Linked DNA regions of Macaca fascicularis: region 1 is linked to region 2. A link is a contact called in public Hi-C data. All regions are on one chromosome and are shown on one strand. The core of a region is the stretch at or near the end of the contact, and the rest is flanking DNA. Distances in the headings are between cores, read along the strand shown. Region 1 holds the start of NPL (N-acetylneuraminate pyruvate lyase). Region 2 holds the start of RGS16 (regulator of G protein signaling 16).

What was found. A called contact is a pair of places that touch in the nucleus more often than the background predicts.
Region 1: a Hi-C map of liver shows a contact between it and region 2, with 6 times the contacts expected there. The contact joins the promoter of NPL here to the promoter of RGS16 in region 2. A contact is called at or near these places in 2 of 2 Hi-C or Micro-C datasets (liver and skeletal muscle).

What each region holds. Positions count from the first base shown.
Region 1 is chr1:40,321,356-40,328,338 of T2T-MFA8v1.1, forward strand. It overlaps NPL (N-acetylneuraminate pyruvate lyase), which reads left to right and starts at 3,841. Exons shown (of 12, transcript XM_065535201.2): 1 at 3,841-3,990. It also overlaps a transcript of LOC135968471 not described here.
Region 2 is chr1:40,139,079-40,145,852 of T2T-MFA8v1.1, forward strand. It overlaps RGS16 (regulator of G protein signaling 16), which reads right to left and starts at 1,995. Exons shown (of 5, transcript XM_005540174.4): 1 at 1,823-1,995; 2 at 837-947; 3 at 26-90. The coding sequence starts at 1,866. LOC123573941 (a long non-coding RNA gene) reads left to right here and starts at 2,109. Exons shown (of 3, transcript XR_006698684.3): 1 at 2,109-2,358; 2 at 4,447-4,546.

The DNA of each region.
Region 1 (6,983 bases), core at 2,591-5,090, 180 kb after region 2:
TGTCCATCAACTGATGGGTAAATAAAATGTAGTATAGTTTTTTAATAGAAAAGATAAATAAAATGTGGTATAGCCATACAATGGACATAAAAAGGAATGAAATCCTGACTCATTCCACAATATGAATGAATCTTGAAAATGTTATGTATGCTAAATGAAAGAAGCCAGACACAAAAGACCACATAGCATGGCTGGGTGAGGTGGCTCATACCTGTAATCCCACACTTTGGGAGGTCAAGGCAGGCAATCGCTTGGGCTCAGGGGTCTGAGACCAGCCTGGGTAACATAGTGAGACCTTGTATCTACAAAAAATAAACAAAAAATTAGCCAGGTGCAGCAAACACCTGTAGTCCCAGCTACTTAGTTGAGGTGGGAGGATCGCTTGAGCTTGGGAGGTCAAAGGTACAGTGAGCTGTGGTCATGCCACTGCACTCTAGCCTAGGAAACAGAGCGAGAGCCTGTCTCAAAACACACACACACACACACACACACACACACCCCATATAATTCCATTTGTACGAAATGTCCAGGACAGGCAAATCTATAGAAACAGATTAGTGGCAGCCAGGCGCAGTGGCTCAACGCCTGTAATCCCAACACTTTGGGAGGCTGAGGTGGGCAGATTACCTGAGGTTGGGAGTTTGAGACCAGCCTGACCAACATGAAGAAACCCCACCTCTACTAAAAATACAAAATTAGCTGGGCATGGTGGCACATGCCTGTAATCCCAGCTACTCGGGAGGCTGAGGCAGGAGAATCGCTTGAACCTGGGAGCCAGAGGTTGCAGTGAGCCAAGATGGCACCATTGCACTCCAGCCTGGGCAACCAAAAAAAAAAAAGTGAAAAGAAGGAAAGAAATAGATTAGTGGCTGCTTACAGCTGGGGGTGGGGAGGGGAAATAGAAAAATGAGTGACTACTAATGGCTAGGGTTTTCTTGGAGGGAGTGATGAAAATGTTCTAAAGTTGTGACACAAGTTGCACAATTCTGTGAATATACTAAAAACTACTGAACTATTATACACTTAAAATAGATGAATTGTATCATAGTGAACTATATCTCAATAAAGCTGTTACTTAAAAATCTGGAGTCACAGATCTTAGGTTAAGAACACCAAATATAACGCATTTTTTTTTCCTTCTAGCTCTTTCTCCTTAAGAACCCAGTAGGCATTCACTAAAGGGCTAAGCCAAAAGATAGCTGAGCATGGCCTCACTATGCTGCCCCCTCCTGGGTTCCCAAAGGTCCTCTAAAACCAAGCTTATGCACAGGACTTTTCCCTTCTCAAGAGATGTCCCTCTCCTAGTTAGCACTCACACTTAGAAGATAAACCCTAAAGGTCAAGGGTTTTTGTCCCAGGGCCAGCAATCAGTTCAACTTCTATTCATGGCCTGTTCCCTTCTCTGAAGACCTCTGAACTCTGATGAAAAAATAAACCCTACCTTTTCCATCAGCCCCATTGACACACCCATACAAGCCAGAATTTCCAGAAGTGACTCTCATACCTGGTTATGTGTTCTTCACAGTGAATGGAACAGACTCTTGCTCACCTGTGGACAGACCTTTTACTGGACCACAATAGGTAACAACACTTCAAGATCCAAATTAGGTCTCCTTCCTTCATAAGTGTTCCCCAATTTAGCAGTGTTTCAGCTGTTGAAAATCCGTTTTCTCTTTTCTGGTAAGTATATCCTTACCAGAAGATAAGGGGAAACTTTCTGGGTCCCACCCCTCACCCTCAGTCAGTTCAGGAGCCTGTGATGGGGGCATCACCTCCAGCTCCAAGGATAGAACAAATGACTGTTCTGACGAATTTCATTGCACCGTATCTCCCAAACACTTTCCCCTGCACTGGTGGATTTCAAATTTGAATTGTAGCAAACAAAAGTTGATGCAAAACCTGACATACATTTGTTTTAAATAAAGGAGAGTTGATGGTAGTAATATTTCCAAATCTCACCCTCTTGGCCTGCACATGGATAGACACTATGTCCTACACTGTGGGAAAAACAAGGAATAGGACATGATGCCTGCCTCGAACACCTTGCAGTGGAGTTGGGGGCAAGAAATAAAAGCACGAAAAGTAATGATGATTAAATAATACTATATAATAATAGAAGAAATCTCACAGAGCCTGCCACTTATCAGAAGAGGGTTAGAGGCCTGCAGCTCAGCACTGAGCCTTTTGATGCCTCTCTTCTAAGCCCTACTCATTGTCTGATATTTACCTTGGCTGTGACCTTCCCCAGTAAGACGTTTCTGGAACACCCTCCTGCCTCATCTCACACACACACACACACACACACACACACACACACACACCCCACCCCTTTCAGCCCAGATTAGAGCTCAGAGTTCCTGTAATATCTCTGTACGGGTCTATCACTGCATTTACCATATTTTAAGAGAACGATATCTCCCCGACACTTCACAGTATAGGCTCTGAGTTTCATAAGGGCACAGAGTGGATACTCTAAGAATGCAGTGAGATTCTCCCTACTCCATGCTCCTTTCTTCCATCTTTCGTTCACGGATGTCAGCCCTACATCAGTCTGCAGGATGTTCCTGTCTGCTCCAACTCCCTCCCCCAGTAAGTCTCTCACACATCTAATCCCATCTTAGCATCTGCTTCTTGGCAAACACTAACAAATTATTATAAGGAATTACCTTGCACTACCATATTTATACAAAAAAGCAGTTTGTTCATGCATTTAGAATATTGGTTTGTTGGTTGACAATGTTAAGCCTAATGACCTATACCTTTTGGGTACTGACACACTTAATTTTGCACTTATTAAAGTGTGACTTTCCAAAAACAAACAAAAAAAAAACTTTCATTGTATCATTAGGATATGGTATAAGACTTGTTAACATTACAAAAAAAAAAAAAACCAAAACCAAAAACCATGCTGTAGCCTTAGGAGAACTTGCTTCATGTATCTAAGGGTTTTTCTTTTTCTTTCCTTTTTGTATTTATTTATTTTTTTCCTGCAGGATAACATAGTGTTAAAAGCACAAGCTTCTGGACTACTTGAAATCAAACCACAGCTTAATCAGCTCTATGGCCTTTGGCAAATTACTTCAACTCTTTAAACCTGTTTCTGATCTGTAACATGGAATGATCCTTGCTCATCTGTAACATACACATTTATAAAACAGGACCCACCAATGGGGTTATTTTAGGAATTAAATTTTAAAACGGCTAGAATGGTGCAGGCTGAGTAAGCACTGAACACAGTACTTATTAGCTATTATCTCTGGTGCTCTGTGCCATGCAAGAACTATTAGAATACATTTAAAAGCATTTTGCAAACTGGAAAGCCCTTTTAACAATTTAGTTTCTCTAAATGTAATAATAAGCATCAGCCATCTCCTTTTACAGAAAATTGAGGTGGAATCACATCAGCAAGAGAAGACTGAGGACTTGTCTCTGGCTCTGTTCCTGATTTATTAACACAGTACATGATCCTAGAATAACAGACTCCTGATATTCCTGAAAGTAGAGGCGGTTGGGTTAAAAATACTTTTCCCTTTCAAAACTCTTTCAAATATTCTCCAAAAGAAGCCAGAAAAGCTCCTGTATGAGTAGATAATTCACTTTAAAATTCGCTCATCAATCCTTAACACGAGAGTCTGCAGGGCTGGTGCAGCGGCGTCAGCCGGAAGAGAGCTGAACGCCGATGGGCAGTTGGGGTGTCTCCGCACGCCTCGGAAACAGCAGCCCAAACCTCACAACGCAGAACCACGAGATAGCGGGGATTGCAGAGCCCTGCGCAAAAGAAGGAAAATTAAGACGCAGCGGAGCCCGGGAGGTGTCCGCACGCGGGAAGGACTGGCCTGCAGACGAGGCAGGGAGAGGTTTGCACTCAGCGTGGCGCGGGTGAGCGGCGTGCTCTCGGGCACCCGGCTGCCAGTTCGGATGCTCGCGATCCTCGGAGAGCCGGGGAGCTGCGCCGGAGTCACTTCAGCCTACGTTGTTCAGGTGACACCGGGGAAGAGCAGACTCCGGGTGTGCAAAACGTTTCGGGGTTTCGGGGCTTCGGGGCCGGCGGTTCCGGGCGCACCTCGCGGGCGGCGGCGCAGAACTACAACCCCCAGGCTCCCCGGCGTGGCGGCACGTGGGCCCGGGACGGGAGGCAGCGGATATAAAGCGCGGCGGCCCCTGCGGGGCGGAGCGGCGGCACGGACGGAGCGGAGGCCTGGTGGGGGGCGCGGCCCGCGACTGCGCGGGCGAGGACCGACGGACGCAGACGGCCAGACAACCTGGGCGTTTCGGTGGAGGGGCGCCGGGGCCTGACTCGCGGGTGGGTGAAACGGTGGCGGACTCAGAGGAAAGGGGGAAGGCAGATACGCTAGGAAACAGAGCTGGGAAAGGTGTGAATGCGAGAAGTGTGGGGATAGACCAGGGCAGAAGGACCCACCTCCCCGGATTGTTTGCAGACAGCATATCTGCCGGGTATCCGAAGGTCCTTTCCTCAAAAATAGAGTTAGCAATTGAGCGGAAGGGAGCTTAAAGTTAAATCTGATACATCCCCCCTTCACTTTAGGAGAAATTAATGGTTTTCTGCTTTTAAAAGAAAATCCCTATTTGTATTTCCTCTTCTCTGAGTACCTGTCGCTTAAGATATTCTCTGCCGGGAGGTATATTCTACCCCCACTTTCTGTCTCTTGAAAAAACAACTTTGCCATTTGAAAAATAATTTGACTTAGGCAGCTTTAATTCTTTGCACTAAGTGTTCTTATCTGTGGATGGAGGTATAAGATTTCAAGAGTAATACCCCCTCCCAATGTTTCAATAATAATATTCTAAATTCACGTTAAGCCTTAGGCTGGAGAACATTTGAACCATTCTCTTTAGCTACTAGCTCTGAAAACTTCAAAGCATAACATTCCCAAGTTTATCTAAAACTTGAATCTTAAAAATATTGGTAATTCTGTGTTACGCTTCAAAGTATAACATTCCCAAGTTTATTAAAAACTTGAATCTTAAAAATACCATTCTCTGGTAAAGACTTTTTTTTTGTTGTTTTTGCTTTTGTTGTTTAAAGACAGAGTCTCTTGTCGCCCAGGCTGGAGTGCAGTGGCACGATCTCGGCTCACTGCAACCGCCACCTCCCGGGTTCATGCGATTTTCCTGCCTCAGCCTCCTGAGTAACTGGGACTACAGGCGCGCACCACCACGCCCAGCTAATTTTGTATTTTTAGTGGAGACGGGGTTTGGCCATGTTGGCCAGGCTGGTCTGGAACTCCTGACCTCAGGTGGTCTGCCTGCCCCGGCCTCCCAAATTGCTGGGATTACAGGAGTGAGCCCTCACACCGGCTAAAGTCGTTTTTGTCCCATTTCTTCTTGTAGGCATTTCACAGTTTGCAAAGGCAGCAAACTTTTACTTGTTTAGTGTATTTGCTCTGTGCAAAGAAATTTTCGAAGCTGTCATTGCCCCCAGATGGCAGACAGTCTAGGAGAGGAGCCGAAACCACCCTGCTTAATAACTCTGATGTAAGGTTTTTAATGAAAAGCCAGCGTTTGGGGGAATTCTGAGGTTTAAGAAATTATTTTCGGCTCGGGTACCAGGGAGTCCCCTGGCTTTTAAAATGAGGTTTTTTGTTTTGGTTTTGTTTTGTTTGTTTGTTTTTGTTTTTAAGCTATAGCTGCTGGAATGGATAAAGTGAGCTTTAAAAGCTGGTCAGACTGAAAAGATTGAAGTGAGGAACAAAGGCAAGCAGACAGACAGTGAAAGGTAGGTAGGAGGAACAGCAAACAGAACGCTGGGCAAGTGCAGTGCAGGCATGAAGATTTGAACAGAGACCCAGACCCCAGGGAGCTGGGTCTTTAGCCTACTAGCATTTTCTAAACAGGACAAAGACAAGACCAGGAATGCTGGTTTTAGTGGAAGATTAACCTGACAGCTGGTGTGGATTGAAGAGACGAGGGATTAGGACAGTGATTCCTAACCCCTATCCTACACTCCCACGGACCCTGTGTTTTGAATTTTTGAACTAATCAAACTACATTTGTGGTAATTAGTTTTATTTCTTTCCATCAAAGACACACATAAAACTGCCAATTTGAGCTTCTCATGAATCTAAGAACACCAGTGTTACTGTCCTTAGTGTGAAATAAATGCAGGCAAAAGCACAAGACTATGGAGTTTTATTTAGCCCAAACAGCCTAGTAGTGTTGGATTTAGGAGATGTTTAATGCTGACTCAAGCTCTCAGGACTCTTATCACTTGAACCTTCTTGGGCTCCATGGACCTGGGGTTTTGCCTATTTGTCTAGATAAGCGGTAACAAAGAGGCAAATTATAAAGTCATAAGGAGGAAAGGAGGAATAGCAGAGGAAGAAGATAACAATTGAAATGACTTAGTCCCTAAATAGACAAGAGTAGTGAGGGTTGGAAAGGAGGCACCAGCAGAGCAAAGATAACTGGGAAGATGATGCTGGTAAGGGCATGATAGTATTTCCTACTGTCCTATACACATCAGGCAAGACTTCATGGAGGGCACTGAACATGTACTCACTATGTGTCTAGCATTGTTAATTACTTTACATGAATTAGTTCATTTAATTCTCTCAACCCTATGAAATATAATTAGTATTATCCTCATTTACAGAAGGGGAAACTGAAGCAGAAAGAGGTTACTTAATGGGCTCAAGGTCACCTACCTGGTAAGTGGTAGAGCCAGGATGCAGATCCATGAGGTCTGACTCCAGAGCTGGCCCTCTCGCCCCTCTACAATAAGGAACAAAGGAGATGGCAGGTTCCCTTTTGGCATGTTAAGTCGAGATGCTTGTAGGAGTGTTAGGTGAAGATAGACAGCAGGCATAGCATCAATCTTCTTTGATGCTTAAACATCCCTCCCAGCGGGGAGATGGCCTAGGTTATGGGCCTTAAGGCTCAGAGGCTAAGTGGCATGCTTTTGGACCGAGGGTGGTCACATGAAGCTCAAAGAGTGATTAGAGCCACATCTTATGATTTCTTAT
Region 2 (6,774 bases), core at 745-3,244:
ACAGACACAAAAGGCTCCTACTCACTTTTACTGCTCAGCAGCAGGTCGAACGACTCTCTCCACCCCAGCACATCTTCTGAGAAGTTTCTACTAAAAGACAAAAAGAAAAAAAAGAGTAAGAAAAAAAAATCAACAAACCAAAGCATAGTACAAATTCTAGCCAGAACTCTGATGGAAAATTGCGTAAAATTCACAGAAAGGCTTGCTTGGTGATTGTTGAAGCTGACACCTCAAACTCCTAGTTGGACTTAGGGTAAGCAGTAATGTTTTCTAGAGGACAATTCGGCAACCAGAAATCAAAGCCAGGGACTCCTTTAGTCTTCAGTTAATATCTCTAAGCCTGTCTCTTCTCTGTCCAAAAATTATTTCAATTCCCCTGACTCTCAAAGATTTGTTTTGTACACCTTCCCAAGGACATAAGGGCCTCATAAATAGAGATTACATCTACACATAACTCCAGAGTTTGGTACAGTTGATAGCCAATATGAAAGGGTTTCTAGGCAAGGTGCATGCTAGAGTCATTAATAAAAACCTCAAGTGGCCTTGGACTCTGTCCTAGCCCTGGATGCGTGTGCAATGAAACCCCAGGTGGGAGAGTCTGGTTAACTAGGCATTCATGCCCTGTGTGCCCTCATCCGTGGATGGACTTGGAGCCCTGGAGCCACCTACCCACTCACCCATGAGCCAAGTAGTCATAACAGACCAGCAACAAGTCTCACTAAAATCTCTAGGGAGGCGTTGCCAAGATCCACTTAGTGTGTCCTGGCTTCTCCTTATATTTCCCTCCTTCCCGCTCCCTTCCCTCTCGGAGCCCTGAGCTGGTCAGCAACACTTACTTCTCTTTGCCGTGTTTACTGCCCCACTCGAACTTGCCACTACTCCCAGTATCACAGCCCAGCTCTGATTTGTGAAGAAAGATCCCCAGACGTGTCTTGAACTCTTTGGCTCTGAAAAACAAATCAGGAACATGAAAGGATTCTCATTTGCTCAGCCAGTGTGGAGAGGTTTATGTGTCCCAGAAGAGCTCTGGGTGGTGCCACCCAAAGTTTAGCCTCAAGAGTTCCTGGAAACCCTTGGCTGTTCCCAGGACCCAAATTGTGCTTATCAGCATCATCAACCCCAAAGCAACAAAAGCAATGTTTGAGCTATGCCGTGGTAGACCTTACACTTTCTGGGTAATACACACGCTCATATATGGGCTTTTCCCTAAAGTCACACTGATCTCTCTTCGTGCCTGTTGATTCAGAAAAGAACTCAGCATTCTTTTCAGGAGTATTTCTGAACTGTGGGAAACTGATTCCTGCCTTCATCTTTACGTTTTCCTTCCCAGCCAGTAACGACTGGAAGCTGTTGAGTTGCTCTCTGGAATATGGACACACCCTCAACAGTGGGATCCCCCTGCCCCACCACACCCCACAAAAAAAAAAAAAAAAAAATCTCCCTGCCTTCCAGGGGCAGAGGAGGCAATGCCCCTAGCTCTGGTCTGAGGAATGAAAAACAAGTGCTTAAGCAATAGGCAGGCTCAGTTCTGCCTGGAAATGTCAACGTGGCCTTCCTGCAGCCAGGTCTTCAGCAGGTCACCTGAGCACGACTGCAGTTTGTCAGAGGATGGGGATGGCAGCAAGCAGCGGGCCCTTGCTTCCCTTCCCCTTGCTTTCTCCCTGCTCCTGGAATCTAAGCACGTGGCATCAAGTTCGCCTCTACCTCTCTACTTAAGCCTCCAGCGCCCCATCCCCGCGCCCACCCAGGTCCCCAGGCCTGCCGCTCCACTCCCTAAGAGTTGGTGGGGCTTCCCCCAAGCAGTTGGACAAGCTCCCCTTACCTCTCCAGGCAGGTGGTGGGGAAGGCGGCCAGGGTACGGCACATGGCTGCGGGCGCGCGGCAGCACGTAGCCGGCAGGATGGTGGCAGGCTCCAGGAGGCTCCGCGAGCGCTAGGAAGCAAAGCGCGGTAGCAGGTGCTAATCAACTGGGGTTGGCTTTAGCAGCCTGCAAGCACCCAGACTTCGCGGCCGCTGCTTTAATCCCCTCGGAGGAACGGGGCTGGGCACTGCTGACCAATCGGAGGGCGGGGCTGGACACTGAGAAGGCGGAGGCGGGGCCCACAGCCAGACTGGGCCGGGCGCAACTTTCGCCGCAGCTGGAGCACGCGGAGCTGCACCCTCCCTCCGGAGGACGCCGCGTGTGGAAGGAGAAGCGGCAAGAGAATTGGCACGGGGATGAGACGTGCACACCCGGTTTCCTAGGGAAAAATACCTGCTGACCTCTAGTAACAACAGAAAACTCACGCAGCGGTGTCGTGTTGCAAGAGATTCCACGGGGCTGGTGGGTCTGAGAGGCACACAGGGCTTTGATCGCAGGTAAGTCTGAGCCTGCTGGGTCCTGAAGGACAGGCGCACAGGGTGCAAACCTGGCAAAACAGTTTCTTTCTTTCTTTTTTTTTTTTTTTTTTTTTTTGAGACGGAGTCTCGCTCTGTCGCCCAGGCTGGAGTGCAGTGGCCGGATCTCAGCTCACTGCAAGCTCCGCCTCCCGGGTTCACGCCATTCTCCTGCCTCAGTCTCCCGAGTAGCTGGGACTACAGGCGCCCGCCACCTCGCCCGGCTAGTTTTTTATATTTTTTAGTAGAGATGGGGTTTCACCGTGTTAGCCAGGATGGTCTCGATCTCCTGACCTCGTGATCCGCCCGTCTCGGCCTCCCAAAGTGCTGGGATTACAGGCTTGAGCCACCGCGCCCGGCCAACAGTTTCTAATTATACTGATAAGTACCCTTTACGAGGCTCCTACCCCGATGGACATGGGGCTAAGTAAGATCTTCTTCTTCATCATCATCTCCATTTTATAGTTGAAGAAACCGAGAATCAGAAAGCTAAATAAACTTGCTCAAGATCACAGTTGGAGATGACAGACAAATGGGATAGGGATGAGTATTTTATTGAACACCTACTATGTGCCAGTCACATAACTAAGACTCATATTAAATAACTTGCTCAAAGATGTGCAGCTAGTAGGTGTTGGCTCCAAAATTCAAATGTGAATTTACCATTCTTTTTCCATTGCACCCTCCCCGCTCCCCCCTCTCCCCCGCTCCCCCCTCTCCCCCGCTCCCCCCTCTCCCCCGCTCCCCCCTCTCCCCTGCCCCACACACACCCGCAAAGGTTAGTAATCCAGTCACAGCTATACCTGTGGACGATCCTGGGCTTAGGTAGTTGCTACCTTAGTGTCTATCTCTGAGATAAAGGTAATAAATACCCTGCCTCTCTCCTCACCTGCCCACAAAGGCATTGGGATTGCTATTAAGAGGCTGCATGTGAGGTTAAGAGTACAGGGTCTAGAGTTAGATTTTCAGGTTTCAAGTCATGGCTCTGCCAGGTGACCTGCTGAAGACCCAGCTGCAGGAAGGCCCCGTTGACTGTTAACTGGCTCTGCCAGTTACTGATGGGAGACTAGGCAAACTGCTTAACCTTTCTATGCCCCCATTTCCTTGTCTCTACGAAGAGAACAACTTATTTCATAAGGTGGTTGTGAGAACTAAAGAAATTAATTCTTAGTTTGAGTTCCTAGGAACCAGACTCAGGTCGACACTTGCATGCAGGAGGTTTACTGGGGAGAGTTATCAGAATTAAGAGGGAGTAAAGGAAGCAGGTCTGGGCAGAGGGAGGAGTTGAAGGCCATGCCATTTCAACAGAGACCCCAGCTGGTTCCAGGGAATGCCCTGAAGCTCAGCTGGCCCTTTGGAACTGTCCACTGAAGCAAGAGGACAAGGCCCTGGTAACCCCATAAAGACCATTCATTGCATACAGCTGCCCAAGAAGACCGCCTAATCTTAAGGCAGTGCCCTTTGTCGATCTATTCCTGGAGAGAGACTAACACCCTGGGAAATGATGGCCACAGTCCCCAAGACGTGATCTGGGTGGCACAGCACAGCATCCGCAACAACATATAAGGTGCTTATATGACAGTGCTCAACATGTAGTCAGCACTCAATAAAATGTTATAATAGCTTTCAGTTTTACTTAATAGGGATACTGGGATTGCTAGCAATAAGGAAAAATAGTGAGTTTTTGGTGCCTCTTGGAATACAGTATAGGTTTTTATTTCATAAGAAGCATCTAAGAGTTGCTATTCCCCAGCAAGGCCTGCTCTATGTTCCTGGAAGTCAATGGTCAGAAAAGAGAAACAAGGGAAGAAGAGGTTCCCCACCTAAGAGGGCTTGGTGAGAAGGTTGAGAAAAGGCAGTAAGGGAAGGAAAGGGAAAAAAACACAAAGAGGGAAGGGGAGACTGTGAGGTCGTGGTTGAGCTCTCTGGAGTAACAGAGGCCAAAATCAGAACACACTGCAGGGTCATTTGTCAATGCAGAGTTGCTGCTGAACCAGGGCCTGTAGAAGCTGACCCAGTTAGTCAAAACATAAGCACTCTGCAGAGGTTTTTTGTTTCTGTTTTTTTCAGAGAGGTGATCTTGCTATGTTGTTCAGGCTGGTCTTGAACCCCTGGTTCCTGGGCTCAAGGGATCCTCCTGCTTCAGCCTCCCAAATAGCTGGGACTACAGGTACATACCACCTAACAGAGTTGTTACCCTTCCCAAACCTCTTGGTTGATTGGTGGAGAACAGAGGCAGGCACAGCAGCAGCTCCTTCCTGTGTGGCAAACACACCTGGTAGCAATAACTGAAGCATACCCTGAGAATGGCACTGTATGGCAACATATATGAATGTGTGCTCCAAGCTCGGGAATCCAGAGTAGCCAACCTGGAGATTCATTCCTTGTCTACGAGGAACACCTGAGCCCCCAACCTGGCCCATGGAACACAAGCCATACAGGGAATGGAAGTCCTGAGTTTGGGTTGAATGAAGCTTGCCAGGTGGAAGCTGTTAAGGAAGGGTGCTAAATGGAAATGCTATACAAACTGCATGCCTTTTGCAAACAGTTGCGGTTCTCCTGCTCAGCCTGCTGCTTCTGGGCTATGAAGTTCTCCTGTCCAATCTGCTGATACTGGACTCTCTCCTCTGCATGTCAGCCCCCAGTAAAACCTAATGTCTTGTTTGCTGGCTCTGGGTCTCTTCTTTGGCCTCTTGAACCTGGTGCCATCCCCACGAAAGTCAATAGAGGTTTGGCACAACACTCCTGTTGCAGCACTATCTCAGATGCCAACATCCCACCTTCACCCCGTCTTGCCAACCTAGGCTCTCGTTCTTCCTATCTCACATGTGCAGGGCTGGAATGGTTTGGGGCAGGAATTGGTAATGAGCAAGGATTGGGAGCAGAGCTACGGGGTACAGACAATGGAAGGATGACTTTTTGAACATCTGTGTTTCTCTGGTGCCTTCATCCATCCCAGCCCCATCAGCAGGGCATTCTGCTGGAGGAGTTGGTCAGCCAGGTGAAGGTTGTTTGACCTGGTGCAGCTGAGGCCCCAAGGCATGCTTTTACCACACAGCTGGGATGTGGGTGTTGTCTGTGAGACATCTTTTCTCCATTTGACAAATACGAATTGATGGGTGGATCAAACCCAGGTTCACCCTCAGTAGCGCTGTATTTGAATCAGCCTGTACATGGTCATGTGACAACAATAAAATAATTACTTGGAAATCTCAAACCTTTCCATCCTTTCTGCATCCCTGCAAGTAGCCAGAAGTTTTAATTTCCATTTTGCCTATACACAACAAAACTAAGAATACCTGAGGCACTCTTAGTTAAGTGTACTGGAACTGGAAATAGCTGGAAATTGGACTGTCTCCCAATTCCTGAGCTAGTACTTTCTCCTGCTCTGATAAAGAAAGCAAAATAAATGGTGCCAGGAGCGGTGGCTCACGCCTGTAATCCCAGCACTCTGGGAGGCTGAGGCAGGCAAATCACCTGAGTTCAGGAGTTCGAGACCAGCCTGGCCAACATGGCGAAACCCAGTCTCTATTAAAAATACAAAAACATACCCAGGCATGGTGCGGGTGCCTGTAATCCCAGCTACTTGGGAGGCTGAGGCAAGAGAATCACTTGAACCTGGGAGGTAGAGGTTGCAGTGAGCCGAGATCGCTCCATTGCAAAAGAAACAAAGGAATTGATGCACAGTGCACAGACCAGCAAATCTGAGAGCACAGAGCTCCCTACTCTAGAGGAACGACCCTCTCCGACTTCAACCTGCCTCTTTGTTGCCATGGTTACCTGTTCAGTTTCCAGGCAGAAACTTTTTGAAGTTCACAATTTATCCCAAATTCTCTTCCCAGCAGGTCGGTTCATATCTGCAGTTTCGGTAATGCAGGATGACTCGACAGTTGCTGTAAATCCAGCAAGTTGAGCTCGCTTATGAATTGCACTGGCTTTGACAAAACCTGACCTCATTTTTGCCCAGCACTCCCAGAGCAGCTGTGATCTCTTTAATGGATGGCAGCATGGGGGCATGGCTCTGCACCCTGGGTCATCCGGGGTCAGCAGTCTGGGCAAAGCTGTGGTCAAGATTAAATGTCCCACAGCGTCCCAGCCATATTGCCTTTCATCTCCTTCAGCTCCCAGCCCCCAGCACTACCCTTTCCATGGAGGCAGAAGTCTAGGTGGGGATCTTTGTCTACTGAAAATGGTAAGGGGAAATGAGAACACTTCCTCCATTTTTCTGATCCAGCTCAGATGATCCCCACAGTGGTCTAGGTCCTCCAAATTCCATCATCAATCTACATATTTCTTGTGTAGAAAGCAATCACATACATATTTCTTATGAATTTACTATATTCCCAAGTTGGTGGGAAAACAATAGCTTTTAAGACTCTTCCCTGAATTCAAGGACCT